2 separate regions of the Canis lupus genome follow, and region 1 is linked to region 2. A link is a contact called in public Hi-C data. All regions are on one chromosome and are shown on one strand. The core of a region is the stretch at or near the end of the contact, and the rest is flanking DNA. Distances in the headings are between cores, read along the strand shown.

What was found. Hi-C and Micro-C count contacts between places; a contact is called where the count stands out from the background.
Region 1: a contact with region 2 is called in a Hi-C map of blood, with 2.4 times the contacts expected there. The contact joins the promoter of TNFAIP1 here to the promoter of NLK in region 2. A contact is called at or near these places in 2 of 9 Hi-C or Micro-C datasets (both in blood).

What each region holds. Positions count from the first base shown.
Region 1 is chr9:42,558,253-42,560,952 of UU_Cfam_GSD_1.0, reverse strand. TNFAIP1 (BTB/POZ domain-containing adapter for CUL3-mediated RhoA degradation protein 2) reads right to left here and starts at 1,266. Exons shown (of 7, transcript XM_038548226.1): 1 at 1,121-1,266. It overlaps IFT20 (intraflagellar transport protein 20 homolog), which reads left to right and starts at 1,445. Exons shown (of 6, transcript XM_038548225.1): 1 at 1,445-1,607.
Region 2 is chr9:42,369,116-42,371,815 of UU_Cfam_GSD_1.0, reverse strand. NLK (serine/threonine-protein kinase NLK) reads right to left here and starts at 1,374. Exons shown (of 11, transcript XM_038548220.1): 1 at 1-1,374. The coding sequence starts at 192. It also overlaps LOC111097442.

The sequences.
Region 1 (2,700 bases), core at 17-2,516, 190 kb before region 2:
TTTACTGCTCTACTATCCCAAACAGTGATTAGCACAATGTCATGCACATCTGAAAGTATTTAATCTATTTCAGTTTGTTAGACTGAAATTGTCCCTGAAAAGATTTAGGTAGCCCTCTAGGAAGACTGTCCAAGGAAGGACCAGAGCGGCTGCTTTCTGAAATGCCAAATTTCTTTGGTGGCTTGTCCTGGAGACTCACTTGCCTCAAGGATGGAGTACGGAGGAGATGAACCTCACCAGCAGATTGTCCAATCCCTAAGTAACACGTGATAGTATGAAATCACCTCACCTTCCCCCACCCACCCCAATGGAGTAAATCCACTCCTTAACAGGTTTTAGCAAGTCCCCTATGCATTTTGAGTCTAGCCCCGATTTCCCCAGGATCAAAGAAAGCAAACATATGTTCCGCCAAAGTAAAGGAACTCAAAGGCTAGGGGGTGGCCAACAGAGCCTACAAAGCAATTGCTTTGAGCCCCTGGATGACGTCAGCTCAGATGCCGACCGCTCAGATTCCTCCCGGGCCAATGGGCTCCAGGAATCTTTGGCAGGTGACGCCCCAGAAAGTAATTCCAGAGAGAATGAAGTTTCCACTGATAGCCTCACTGCAGTTCCTTCCGGACTTTGTGTGTGGGTATTTGGGGATGCCTGGGGCTGAGGGCGTATCCGAGTCTCCCTCAGTGAGGCTAATGGGAACCTAAGCAGAATGAAGGGCAGGACCACAACCACGGCCGTGGAAGAAGGCGGGGTCCTAGAAGACGGACCCATGGGTCCATGACACTCGGTGGGGTGGGTGGGGGGCGGGTGGCCAATCTTGGGTAGAGGAGGCGGATCCAGCAGAAATCCGAGGTGTAAATCTTAGGTTTCGTCCCAAAGGTCTGGAAAGATTAGCGAGACCCAACCTCTCCGTGGTCGGTGGAGTCTTCCCCGGGCCGCACCCCTCCTCACACCGAGAAGCCGACCGATTCTGACACGCACCCCAGTGGAGGACTTGCGCTCTCCATCTCCCCTCCGCCGTCCCACGCCTTCTCCCCAGCCCCGGGTGGGGCTCCTGCCCCTGCTCCTGCTCCAGCCCGCGGCCCGTCCATCCTGTCCCCCAGGGCATCCGCACCCCGCCTCTCACCGTTCCCGGGGGGCACGTCTCCTCTCAGCTGGGTTGCAAGCCGACCCCGTGCCGCCCGGGGCTGTGGCCGCCTGCCCGCCAGCAATCCCGGGCCGTGAGCTCACATCCTCCGCCCGCGGACTCCGCCCTGAGCCGCGGCCCAGCCCCGCCCGCCCCGCCGCCATGCCCAGCACCCAATCACGGGAGAGGGAGGGGCCCCTGGGAGAATTCCGCTGTTGGCGTTCGGCTACTTCCGGCAGCCTTTCCGCCGCAAAGGCCTCTGGATCTTGTAGGCAGCCGTCCCTCCCCACAGGCCCTTTTCCCAGCAGGCTCTGCGGGTTGGGCGGGGTAAGTACTTCCGCAGTCAGGTAATGACGTTACGGGTAAACAGTAGCCGTGGCAGCGGCTGAGGCCGGCGGGCGAGGCACCGGCTGCTGCTGCCCGGGGAGAGAGGCTGCCTGCAGGAAACAGCTCGGGCGGTAGCGCGCCGCCGCTACGGGGTTGCCAGGTAGGCAGCGACTCCGGGCCGGGGGACGCGGGCGGACCCGGGGCGACTGAACCTGACAGGCCGAAAGAAACGTGGGGATTCCGCGCGCGTCTTTGCGAGCGGTGAGACTCCAGCTGGGGCCTGGAGCTTTGCGTGGATGCTCGCAGCGGCCCTGTGACGAAACCGCGGCCCAGAAGTTCGAGGCGTTTCCGTAGTGTGGACAGCCAGCTCCATCACCCAGGTCTTCCTACCTGTGTGCCCGGCGCCCCTTGCCGACTATCCCGCGAATGGCGCCTGCCGGCGGGGCCGGGAATGGGTCTGGGAGAGCCAGGGAGGCGGAGAGTGTCGCCGCCGCCGCCGTCTTCGGGGAGCCCCGCGCGGCTCTGGTGCCCGGTGTTCCTCAGATGCTCAGACACGCACGTGTGGTGGGAGTTGGGAGGGAATCTGATAGTCGGCTGTGAACCCTCTCCCTGCCCTCCTTATCCGGTCTTATCCGTCTCATTCAGCTCTGCCCACCGAACTTAAAAGTTGGCGCTCGAGCCAGATACAGGGGAATCTTGCCTGCCTCTTTCCTTCCCTCATCCCAGACTCCTACATTCAGTCGGGGCTTTACTAATTACATCAGCTTATGTAACATCGCAAATGGGGACGCTTTTCTTCCAAGCCTTGGGTACTGTAATAGCCTTTTCTGTTTCCAGTCATTCATTCCACAGACATTTACTGAGTGCAGGCACCCTGCTAGATGCTAGGGTTACAGCGATGAACAAGGTATGTGTAGCCCCACTCTCTTGTTCCCTCCTCCACCCTGGGTCAGAGTGATGGTTGTAAAAGACACATATGTCTGCCTTTCCTGCTGAGAATTTGCTGGCTGCCCACTACCCTTATGATAAAACCCACGTTCATAACTGTGGCTTTCAGAGCTCTCCATGAACGCTCAGGCCTCCTCATCTAGAGTTACCTCTTCCACATGCCCCCTTGTTCACTGGGTTTTAGCCTTATGGTTCCTGGAATGCATTACATTTCTTTTAGCCTCAAGATTTTGACACATGCTTTTCCTTCTGCCTGGAATGCCTCCTCCCTGCTTCACTTGGCAAACTTTTGGACATTCTTTAGG
Region 2 (2,700 bases), core at 125-2,624:
TACGGGGTGTACAGCCGCAGCCGACCCCGGATGAAGATGGTGTTGAGGGTGGTGGTGGTGGTGAAGGTGAGGAGGAGGGAGGTGTGGAAGGTGGTGGTGATGGTGGTGGTGGTGACCTGCTGCTGCTGCAGATGTACCGCCATTATAAGCCGCCATCATTTTTGCGTTGGCTCTTGCGCCACAAAGAGACATTCAAAAAAATGCCCTTTGATTGGAAAGCAAACTGGGTCAAGCTGTCATTTGGCCATTTAAAAATGAAGAAAAACCACTCACTCCACCTCAAAAAACATGGAGCGGAACTGGCTTTATGTCTTCATCAGTCAATCCAAACAAGTTAGAGGATCTTGGTGTTTGGTTTTGGGGTGAGCGTGTGTAGAAGGGTGTGGATTGCCAAAAAAAAAAAAAAAAAAGAAAAAAAAGAAAAGAAAAACAGAAAAAAGAAAAAAAGAAAGAAAAGGAAAAAGAAAAAGAAAAGGGAAAAGGAAAAAGGGACCCCTTCCCCCCAGGTTTCCTGCCACAAGTGGGTACTAAAACTCCATCCTTAATTGGGGGGAGGTTCCAACTTTGAATGTGGGAATAAAGGCCAAACCTCCCGACCCCCTGAACTCCACACACGAAAAGGATCAGGTAACACGCCACCCTTGGAATCTTGTAAGAGGGTTGACTCATCTACCCCTTCCATTCCCACATCCTTTTCTAAACACCTACCACCTCCTCAAAAACACAACTGAAAAGAATTCCAACCACCCCAAAAAGGTGGGGGGAAATTTTCAGGGAAACCAGCTTCCCCCCCCCTCGGATTCTCGGGCCTTCCTACATCTCCCCCTACTCCTAGTCGGGCTGACCTGATTGGAGGGGGGCACTAAACTTTCCAGAACAGAGAAGAGCCAGGGAAGGAGGCGGGAGGGATAGGGTGAGCAGAGGAGGCGACAGGGCAGGACGGAGAGGAGAAAGAGAACCGGGGCAAAGTGAAGGTAAGGAGGTGCAGGGAGGAATGAAAGAGAGGTGGGCAGCACTCGGACGCCCAGACGGGGAACCGCCCCGGGAGGAGGTTAGGGTCCCGGGGCCGAAGAATAGGAGCCCCGGGAGGCGGGCGGGGTGCAGTCGGAAGCGGGCTGACTCCTGCCCCCGCCGCTGGCTGCTGAGCCCTTCTGCTGAGGAGGGTTGGGGGGGAGAGCGGGTGGGTCCCCCCGCGCGACGGCCCCCGCAGGGCTCAAGGCTGCTCCGTCTCCCCCCCTCCCCCCCACCCGGCTTCCCGTCCCCGCGGCCGCTTTCTCCTCAGTCGCTGCCGGCCGCTTTCTCCTCAGCCGCCGCCTCCTCAGCCGCCGGTGCCGCCGCGGCCGGACTCACCTCCCCTAGCAAAGCCGGATAGAGCGGAGCCAGCGGCGGACACGCGCAACCAGCCACCGAGGCCCCGCCCCCGCCTCACACTGACCGGCTGCCCTAGCCAATCCACGCCCACCTGTCTGCGTCTGCCTCCAATCCTGAGCCCGGAGCTTCAGACAGGCGCACTGCTCGGCCAGTGGCAACAAGGTGTGGGTCTCCTGGGGAAATCCCGCCCCCGACCCGGGATGGGCAGATAGAAAGACCAATCAAAAGGCAGAGTTGGGCCTGACCGACAAGACTGAAAGCGAATTAAAACCCAAAGATCTCCGTGACATTTTCTTTCGCCTCTCTCCTCTTTTCTTTTTCTTCTTTTATTTTTTTTGGCAGGAGCAGGAAGCTGCGTGCTAATCCCGCCCGCAAAAGCTGGAAGAGAGGGTGGAATAAAAGAACCAATCATGAACCGGGGACCAAGAACAGAGGCAACCAATCCTTGGCTTGAAGACGAAGTGGGATGGGACTGGGGCCAGATAGACACTTGACTTGACAAATGGAAAAAAGATTGATCTCGGTCCCACCCTCCAGGTCTCCTATAGGTCAAGATTGTGGAGAATTCGCTGTCGTATCAGCGACGACCTCTTCGGGGGTGGGGCCAAGTGAAAGGGGTGTGGTCTAAAGAGAGGTAGGCGGGACTTCGAGGAAGAAGGCGGAGTCCCAATGTCGCTGGTCCATTGATAAGAGCCATGTCCTATCCGTTTCTAAGTCATCAAGTGTGGAGAAGAAATAGAGAAAGCAAAAAGGGATGTCAAACTTCAGAAACTCAGTTCCAAGGTTACCCAACAAGACAATCACAGAAGAAACTCAGTAGACTCCTAGTTCCCAGCCTATGGCTGGTCCTCCATGGCTAATCCTCATCTTGGCAAAAAGAGGTGCGGTCTCCAGCATTCACCACTACACTCTCAAGGGGCGAGAAGGCTCTCGATGCAAATTAAAGCAACAAAGATGATAAACTTAACCACGGAGATCGTAATTTTCTCTTGCATGTTTCGTTACTGAAATCTCACTGAAATAGCATCTTTCACTATCACATAACCTCACTTACTTGAACTTTATTTTAAAATACCAAATGATAAGCTCACGTAATGTTATCCTTAGGAAAACTTCACTCAGAACTCTGGAGATCATCTTTGATGTCTGTCTGCCCACTCCTTCCCTTCTAATCAATCGTCAAGTCTTGGACATTTTAAACCACTTCTAAACACCCTCCTTCCTCCCTAGTTACCACAATATTACCCTAATTTATGTCACTACCATCTTTAGCACATCTCCCTGCCTGAAGGCTAACACACCTCTATTCCATCCTCCACTGGGAGTATA